Regions from separate parts of the Sus scrofa genome. Here region 2 is linked to region 1. A link is a contact called in public HiChIP or PLAC-seq data. All regions are on one chromosome and are shown on one strand. Each heading gives the region's core, a stretch centred on a gene start, on an enhancer-like site or on the middle of the called end of the contact. The rest is flanking DNA. Distances are from core to core; before and after follow the strand shown.

The links. HiChIP or PLAC-seq counts read pairs in DNA pulled down with a chosen protein or histone mark.
Region 2: an H3K27ac HiChIP or PLAC-seq map of alveolar macrophages shows a contact between it and region 1. The contact joins the promoter of BRD2 here to the promoter of PSMB9 in region 1. A contact is called at or near these places in 5 of 47 Hi-C or Micro-C datasets (blood, embryonic fibroblasts, epiblast stem cells and 2 more) and 2 of 2 datasets of contacts at active chromatin or transcription factors (alveolar macrophages and skeletal muscle).

Annotation. Positions count from the first base shown.
Region 1 is chr7:25,069,935-25,074,740 of Sscrofa11.1, reverse strand. PSMB9 (proteasome subunit beta 9) reads right to left here and starts at 2,544. Exons shown (of 6, transcript NM_001037961.1): 1 at 2,299-2,544; 2 at 413-480. The coding sequence starts at 2,358. It overlaps TAP1 (transporter 1, ATP-binding cassette, sub-family B (MDR/TAP)), which reads left to right and starts at 2,953. Exons shown (of 11, transcript NM_001044581.1): 1 at 2,953-3,558; 2 at 4,024-4,138; 3 at 4,273-4,403. The coding sequence starts at 2,973.
Region 2 is chr7:25,147,796-25,152,601 of Sscrofa11.1, reverse strand. BRD2 (bromodomain containing 2) reads right to left here and starts at 1,944. Exons shown (of 13, transcript NM_001123085.1): 1 at 1,561-1,944.

The DNA.
Region 1 (4,806 bases), core at 1,295-3,794:
TTCTTTGCTATTAACCATCTGGAGGAAGTTATGTGTTCTATGGGAACATTAAATAGTATTGACCAAATCCTATATATATATATTTTGTATGTGAGGAAACTAGCCAGAAGGGAGGAAGATGAAATTAGTTCAACACACAGTGGATGAGAAAACACAATATCTGCCTGGCAGAAGCATTTTTTTCTATCTCTAAACACAGGTGGCAAGAAGGTCTCTGAAATCTCTACCCCCCAAACCCTTTAGAGTCCCGAAAAAATACCCACCCAATATCTTATTATAGTGGCCTTTCTGAAAGGTTAAATCAGTGTCTCCAAAGCACCAGTTCATCAGTCTCTTCATGAATGGTTAAGAAAAACGTGTGTTTGGGACCATTAGCTTCCTTCCAAAAGTATACACCATCACTTGTACTTACCCTGCAGACACCCGGGAATCAGATCCCACCACGACGCCCCCATCAAACTCCACCGCCATGATGGTTGTCTGCAGAGACACAGAGGAGGGACTATCAGAGCAGGAAGAGCCTTGATCCCTTCATGTGGAGGGATCCCTTCCTTCTTGAGGAAACAGCCTCAAGAGAGGGGAGATGTCTGGCTCAAGGTCACACGGTCATTGAGGCCAGAGGGGACTTCCAGTATTGGATTTTTTTTTCCCTCCATCTTTCCATTTTCTCTCTTGTCTCTCCTGGCTGCAAGGGAAGGTCAGAGCCTGGCCATGGTATCACACAGAAGGAAGGGCATCCCTGAGCCCCAACCTTCCTAAGTGGAGTTCTTTGCATCGTAAAGAGAGAGACAGGGTGAGGTGCCTAGAGGCAGAAGGACTCCTTTTGATTAAAGGGTGGGGGAGGGCACTTCCAAGCACCCAGAGGCAGCTGTGCAAGTGAATTACCTCCACATCTGCTTGCTGTGTGTACAGCTGTGCTACCGACCCCCCCCCCCCCCAGCAAGTTACCGTGATCATCTTGGGAAACAAGGTAACAAGCTCTAGTTTTTTTTTTTTTTGGCCCGGAATCATCCATCCCACACCTTTCATCAGAAGTGAGCTTTCAGTTTATTGAACAATGGAAAACACCTCAGAGGTCAGTGGTTAGCATGGCCAGTGAAAAGGAAGGAGGAAAGAGCAAGAAGCACATGAGACAAAGGTTTCATTCAAGGATTTCTGATCAAGACGCAAATAGATATCTCAGTAGACAGGGGAAGGGATTTGTACCAAGGGAGCATTTGATTGGGGAGTTTGAGCTGACTTTTCCAGGTCAAGAAAGGAAATTAAGGAGAAGAAGAAAGAATGAAGGAGAATAAAGGTACAATTTTAACTCCCGTTGAGTTGGAAAGAACCTTTAGAAGAAACTGAGTCACTGAGAAGGTGAGTGACTCGTCCAAAGCACACAACTAAAACCCAGGTCTAGTTCTCATGCTTTGTTCTGACTTCTTACTCTCCACTGCTCATCTGGCTGTGAGGGGAGATTATCTGATTTATAAATGGTTTTATGGCTCTCCTTCTCACCACTCCATAAGTTACCTTGGCCCCCAGGGATATTAGCCTGAGTGTTCATTTTGACCTACTGATTGGTCATGAATAGCCCACCAGGGAACAGGGGCAACCCCATCCTAGAGGGTGTTGCTTTACAACAAAGCTGCTCTGACGCTGAGTGGTGGCAGTAGTTTGAGAGCAGAAGCCAGCCAGTCTTGGGCTGCCATCTGCCCCCCGGGGGCCCAACCTGGGCAAAAGTCCCCCGGCAGGTGTGTGCAAGACCTTGGAAAGGGAGCATGGCAGCGCCTGGGCCAAGCAGGAGCCTTCCTGGGCCCAGCTGGAGAAGGGCACTACCAGCTCACATAGAACCCCCATGATCAGACTATGAGTTACCCAAGGGCTGGCTTATCAAACGGTTGTGTCCCTTCTCCATTAGTACCCATACTCCCATCTCTCAAGCGCTGTCCTACTTCACCCAGGGCACAATTTCCTCATCTCTGTGCATCCTCTCCAACCCCCTCCCTTGATTTAACCATCCCCCCCCTCCAGTCCAGAGTGAAAGCGAAAGCGCTTTGGAACAGCTTCCCCTTAACGCTTCCACCTAAGGGCCAATGCATCCCCTTTCTACCAGCCTCGCGTGCCCAGTCCCTTCGCGGACCCCTAGACGACCCCCTCCAGAACAGAGACGCCTGTATTCATTTCAGGGTGCAAGCAGCTGGCTGCTACAAGCTATCTCCTCACGCTTGTTAGTCTTCAAATTTACTCCTTGGCGCTTCCAGGGTCCCCTTGTCGCTCCACCCCTCTGCTGGCCCTCAAGCCCAGACTCATTACCCCAGTGTGGACTTCTCCGGCCCGGGGTAAGTCCCCAGTAGGTCCTCCAGCCCGCAGCATCCCGGTGCCACGCTCCTCGCTGCCTTGGGCACTGGTTTCCGACCTGGGACAGCACGGGGTGAGCTGCCTTACAGCCCCGCCCCTTCACCACGCCCGCCAGGGGGCGCCCGGGTCCGCTCCTTGCGGCTTCGCACCCCTGCGCCAACCTGTGTGGTGCAGGTCTGCCCGGAGACAGATGACGTAAGATCCCTACCAAAGGGCTGGGGTGAAAAAGTCCAGACCATTGGATCCCGCAAGAGGAGGCAAGGAAAGAAGGAGGGTCTGGCGTTGGTGATAGTGAAGGTGGAGCGCCAGGGCTCCTCCCCCAAACCTCAGATCTGATGCCAACGCCCTCCTCCAAAATAGTCCGGGCTGGCCGCCTTGGGGAAGTGGGCGGGTCTAGTGAGCCGGCGGCCGCTTTCGTTTTCCCTTTCCCATAAACCGCTTGCTTCCAGCTCGCTGAGGCGGTCCAGGTCGGTTCCCGGGACTTTCCGAGATCCCCGCCCCGGCCCGCCCCTGGACCCTCCCCGCTGCGGGTCCGGGCCTGCTCGGGCACCCACTCCGACAGCATCCAGAGAATCCAGCCCAGCAGGGATAGCGAGAGCCCCAGGCCGGGGGTCGACCTCGTACGGCCAATGGCCAGCTCGGGGTCCTCCGCTCCCTGCGGGTGTCTCTGCGTCTCCCGAGCTTCCCTCCCTTGGCTGGGGGCAGCGCTGCTGCTTCTCGCCGACTGGGTGCTGCTCCGGCCGGCGCTGCCCCGGATATCCTCCCTGCTGCTGCCCCCAGCGCTGCCGCTGCTCCGGGTCTGGGTGGTGGGCCTGAGCCGTTGGGCTGTGCTGTGGTTGGGGGCCCGCAGCGTCCTCAGGGCGACGGTTGGCTTCCGGGAGAAAAGCACAGGACTTCGGGGATGGCTGGCAGCTTTGGAGCCGCTGGCGGCGGCTCTGGGCTTGGCTCTGCCGGGACTTGCCTTGTTCCGAGAGTTGGGCTCGGGAGCGGCTGACAGCACGCGGCTACTGCACTGGGGGAGTCGCCTCGATGCCTTCGCCCTCAGCTATGCGGCGGCATTGCCCGCGGCCGCCCTGTGGCATAAGCTTAGCAGCCTTTGGGTGCAAGGAAGTCACAGAGGCTCTGGAGTGACAGTGAGCCGGCTTCTCGGCTGCCTGGGCTCAGAGATCCGCCACCTCTGGCTCCTTCTGACCCTGGTGGTCCTCTCCAGCCTTGGTAAGGGGGATGCGGGGGGAGGGAGAGGGAGGCTAGAGGGCTGGGTAGGAATCAAGCCTAACGGTCAGTGAGATAGACAGGTGTGAGTTCTCGGAAATGTGGATAAGAGCAAGCCCACCCCGCTCAGGTCCACTTGGTGGAGAGGAAAGAGCCCTGGACTGGGTGGGAGTCAGGAGTCCTGGACTCCAGTGCTGCTCAGGTGTTGCTTCACTGGCCACCTTGGGCGAGCTCTTTCCTCCTACCATCCTAGGCTTCTTAATTAACCCTCTAAAGGTCTGGTGAGGCCACAGGATTACGAGTTCCCCGGGGGCCCATTCCAGTGCCGAGAGTGTGCGCTGTTTCTGCAGGATAATGGGCAAGGGTGAAGGGAGGATGGGCGGGAGGTGCAGCCTGGTTAGAGCTGAGCTGCTTAGGCTGCTTAGACTTGCTCTTTCTGACCCGCCCATCTCTCCTCTCCCTCCCCAGGGGAGATGGCCATTCCGTTCTTCACAGGCCGGCTCACTGACTGGATTCTACGAGATGGGGCAGGTGCTGCCTTCACGCAGAACCTAACTCTCATGTCCATCCTCATCATAGCCAGGTCTGACTGCTGAGCTTGGAAGGCTGGGGACGGGGGACCCTGAAAAGGGCGCAGTTGGAAGTTGGGGCCGCCCTCCAAAGTGCACTTCTACGGGGTCCCTGACCGACCGGCCCTCCTTCTTTGTCTCCCTCTAGCTCGGTGCTGGAGTTCGTGTGCGACGGGATCTATAACAGCACCATGGGCCGCGTGCACAGCCACCTGCAGGGAGAGGTGTTTCGGTCTGTCCTGCGCCAAGAAACAGAGTTTTTTCAGAAGAATCAAACAGGTGTCTTATGAACCTCTTTCATTATCCGTCTGTTTTCTATTTGTATCCCCACACTTCATCTTTTACTTATAATCTTGATCTTTCTCTCACACACACACAAATGGTGTCCCTTTTTATTCTTGATGTACTTCAAGAGCAAGATATGCTCTTTACCTTTAGAAAAGCCTACTGTTGGAGTTCGCCGGTGGCTCAGCGGGTTAAGGATCTGGTGTTGCCACTGCTGTAGTTCTGTGGCTGCTGTGGCTCAGATCGCTGCTGTGACTCAGTTTGCTTCTATGGCGAGGTTCCATCTGGCCAGGGAAATTCTGCATGCTGTGGGAAGGGCAAAAAAAAAAAAAAAAAAAAAAAAAAAAAAGACAAAACCAAAAACACAATAAAACAAAAAAAAAAATGATTAACCTAC
Region 2 (4,806 bases), core at 695-3,194, 78 kb before region 1:
AAGAAAGTAAGACTATGCACATCTGAGAAAGGAAATTAATATCGGTCAATGAATGTAAGAGCCCCACCCTCACCCTAGAGCTTCGTGAGGGCCGAGGTCCTTTAACTCCAACCTTATCACCCACCCCTGTAGCCCTAACCTCGGTTACTGCGTTTAAAATGGCCGTCAACCTCCCGTCGTCTTGACCACTCGAGTCGGGCAAGCCCTGCGGGGGGAAGAGCGCACAGGGAAAGCGGACTCTCTCCTCACTTTGCCTCCCCGCCCCCACCTCCGATCAGGCCTCGGCCCCCAAAGCACAGCCGAGCCCGCCGGGGAGGCTGCAGCAGGGCAAGCAATGACACAGCAACTTTGCAGAGGCCTTCTCCCCTCCCCCATTCCCCTCCCCCTAGTGGCCCAGCCTCCTCAATCTGCTTTTCTCCACCCGGGGCCTTGCAAATCTGCCCTGAGGCCCATCAGGGGACCGATCAGGGAAGAAAAATTTAGGAGGTCGAGAGAATACGGAGCCTTAGAAAGGGAAAGGGCAGCCAGACATTACTCTGGCTTATTTCCCTGCATTCCGGAAAATCACTGCTCTCCGCTCCCTTCCAATCCTCCCTTCCCCCACATGAGTCACAGGGGAGGCCACTGCTACTCAGTAATTTGGAAAAGTAACTCTTCCCTCCTTTCCGTTCCCTCCCCCGCAGTACACAAGGAGAGATCTGTTCAGGAATGGGGGAGGGGGTGAAAGAGGCAAAAGACGCCACCCTGGAGAAACCCGAAACCTTTGGAGCTGTGAAATCATTCCAGGTCCTGAGACTCGCTCTCTCCTGTCCCAAGCCACGATTTCCAACCCTTCTCAAGACCCACGTTGGTCCTGGTTTCTGCTCCCCAGGGGACCCCCGAGTTTTCAGCCAGCAAGCCCTCCCCAGTTTGGGGTAGACCCATGCTCAACTAAGACCCCACCAGGGCAACGAAGGCTCCGGAGGCCAGGTCCACGTGAATGCACACAAATTCGATAAAGGACTCGAAGCGTAACCTCCACCATGCCATGTGATGACTGCCATCTCCCTACCGCTGACACAAAGGAAGCACAGAAATGCTCCTTCCAGTCTATGGGGAGAAAGGGAGTGGGCGCCTGGGAACAATCTCAGTTCACAACCTGGGTTGTCAACTCTAAGTATTTACATCTACGGGTAGGAGCTAGTCACCACTCCCACTCCTCAGCCCACTAGGTCACCCCTCCCTCCGGCCACCAAAAGGATCCCTTCTCACCTGGCTCCAGGCTCCTGCACCCCCAAGGGACGAATGGAATGGGGGGAGGGGGAACACACCACCCCCACGCCCCTTTGCCCTCCAATTGGTATGGAGACAGAGGTTGGCCATTCCCCTCCCCCAACGAGGGCCCTCTCCTGCTCGCCCCCCTCCATGCTCCCATTGGCTGTAAACTGTTTGAAGGACAAATCTTCCCATCCTTAGGATTCTTCTCTGAACCCCAAGAAAATCATCCTCCCGGACTCCCCATCATTGGTTAGGCACTTAAATGACTGGCAACATCCCCGCCCCGCAAGGGCCCCTTCTCACCTCGATCCTGGAACCTTCCAGGGGGGCTCCAGTGTTCCCCTCGGCTTGGTGCGGGGGGAGGATGTAATCCGGGGTGTCACCCCCCCGGAAACCGAGGTTGTGTTGGGGGAGGGGGCGTTGCCCCCAGCCCCTCCCTTCCCGACCGAGCTGGGGGGTGGGGAGAGCATCGGGACCGCGCGGCCACGTCAGCTGCACCCAGATTGGCTGACCCAGGTCATGTGCCAGCCGCCCCCCCTCCCCCCGCCACGGGGGCCAGTTTTCCGAAGGTTCCTGAGGGTCGCGCCAAGGGGCCAAAGGAGCCTCAAGGCCCAGACCTTTCCTCACAGACCTAGAGTACTCTAATACCGCCGATTCTCCATATCCCCGGCTTCCTAGCTCGCTGTCGTCGACCCTGTCCCCCCCACTCGCCTCTCCGTACGGGTTCAGCATGGCTGCCGCAGCCCGGGAACCCACACAGCGCAGGCGCAAGGGTGCGACCGACTTGGGGGGGAAGGGAAAGTAGAGCCCGAGGCAGCGGGGGAGAGCAGTAGTGCGCAGGCGTCAGGGCGGGCGCCGCAGCTCCCGCGGCGGGGCTCAGTGCGCGCGCAGTGGGTGGGGCGGAAGCAGGCACCGCGCGCGGACCTCCCGCCTCAGCGGCCCCTCCTCCACTGCCGGCGGCCTCCTGGACTTGGTTCCTTTTCCACAGGTGTAAGGTGCAGCTTGGGACGCCCTGGCCGGAGTCCAGCGGAAACGCGCGCTGCCCAGCTGTTGTCAGTGGAGGAAAATGGGGCCTGGACCTGGAGTTTTAAGGGTTTGCAGGATGGGGTGTAGTGTGGTTCCACGTCGGGAGACGGAGTTTTATCACCACCCTCGTCATGCCTGCGGCGGGGAGATGAGGCGCGGGAGGTTGATGTGGGCATTTTGTTTGACCTGTTTGTCTTAGGCTACTTTATAACTTCTCATTTCCCCCGAATCTACGAAGACTTCGTTGAGACCTGCCAGTGCTTGGACTCCTCTGCCTTCTGCAAAACCTAACACTTTTACTTTTTTTCTGGACTTGCCTCCACCGTTTAAAACTTCTGCTTTTTCTAAGGCTTTACCCTTTGCTCGGTCTTGAAACCCATAAAAATCTGATCCAGTGATGGTTGCCAGCTAAAGCAGATCTTTTATTGTTCATAGGCAATACTCCCTCCCTTGATCCTCAGAATGTGGTTCAGATTTTTTACTTTTAATTCATAACGCCCACTCTCCACAAACGGAACATTACAGAAAGGCCAACTTGCAGAACTCTTGGCTTTCCGACTGGGACATGTCTGTGTTCCTTTACCATTGTACCAGAAGTCCCCTCCAGCTTAAGGAAATTTTTCTTTTTTGACCTGGTCACATTTAGGTATTAGTCTGAAGCTATCCTCCATTTTTCTCCCAATTGGCATTTTTAACTTCTTCCTTTTATGGGTTTCCCAGCCTAAAAACAAGGAAAGAAAGGAAATAACCTTATCGATATTGCATCCCCTTGTACACTCTTATTTACCTCTCAGCTCCCCTGCACAGTCACGACCTGAAACCATCCCCTTTGTACTCTTTTTTACCTCTCAGCTCTCCTGCACAGTTAAGACCTGAAACGGTCTTAATTTTCCTCTCTCAACCTCGTCCCCATTCTTCAGCTCGTTTCTTCTACTACTGAAGCTGTCCTAGCAAAGGTCACCAAAGACCTCCTAATTGGCAAATCAGGAAGCACCAGTTCTCATCTTATTTGACCTCTCTGAAGTATTTGACATTTGATCATGCTTCCTGAAATTCTCTACAGGCTTGATTTCTGTGACCAGTTTGTACTTATTTCTTTTCTTGCTTGTCCAACTTTTCCTCTGGTCTCTTTCGTGGACTCTTCTTTAGCCCCTGTGGATGTTTGCCAGAATTTTGCCTCACTTCTAGTTCTTTTCATCTTCCCTGTATAATCTCACTCATTGGGTCAAAGCTTCTCAAATCTTTTTCTTTAGACAACTCTCCAGAGCTGAACTCACCACTAAATTTTACTGCTTGGATAACCCTCAGGAGTTCAAAATTGATACAATATGTATACACTCTAGACCTGTTCCTTCTATATTATCCTAGTTGATGACAGCTATTCAGTTATAAAGCCTAGAATCTGGGAGCCATTCCTGATTTCTTTTTCTCACAACTTTACATTCCCTAGACTTCACATTTTGCCTGTAATATTGCCATGGCTCACACTCTGTCCTAGTCTTACCACCAGAGCTCTATCAATAGCTTCCTGATTCCACTATCTCTAAAGTTGCACTGTCCAATATGGTAGCCACTAGCCACTTGGGGCTGTTTAAATTAGCATTAAATATGGCTTTAAATTTAGTTCATTGGATGCATTGGCCACATTTTAAGTTCTCAGTAGCTGCCTGTGGCTCAAGGCTGTCACACTGGACAGCACAAATTATAGAACATTTCCATCATTGAAGAAAGTTCTGTTGAACAGTGTTGCTGTAGATTTTCCTCTCTACCTCACAACAGTACCGCCAGGAACCAACTTTCCAAAATACAACTCTGGCCATATGCTACTGTTTAAGCGCTGTATTAATTCCTCATTGCCTGTTGTGATCAAGTCCAAATTCCTGTGCTTGCCAGAAAGGTCTGCCTACCTGTCCAGCCTCATGTCTAGCCACTTCCTCTTGAGCCCTGTACTCCAGCTGTATTAAAATGTTCCCCAGATGTACCATTTTGTTTTACGCCTCTGTCTTTTACACATTCTGCTCACTATGCAGAATAGGCTTTTCCCCAGTCCACCTAAGCCCAAATACCATCATCTGAAAAGCCTACTCTCGCCTTTCAAATTGAGTCGACTGCTCATTCTTTGGTGTCCATTTATCTTATGATTGCACTTTGATCATAAGCTTTTTTTTTTTTTGGCCGTGCCCACAGCATGTGGAAGTTCCTAGGCCAGGGATTGAATGCACACCACAGTAGCAACCTGAGCCACTGCAGTAACAACACGTGACCCTTAACCTACTGAGCCACAGGAGAACTCTCTGTTACAGTCTTTTTTCCTTTATTTTACTTTATTGTATTTTATTTTATTTATTTATTTTTGTCTTTTTAGGGTCATACCTGTGGTATATGGAATTTCCCAGGCTAGGGGTCGAATTGCCACCAGCCTACACCACAACTACAGCAACATAGGACCCAAACTACATCTGCGACCTATACCACAGCTCATGGCAACGCCGGATCCTTAACCCACTGAGCAAAGCCAGGAAT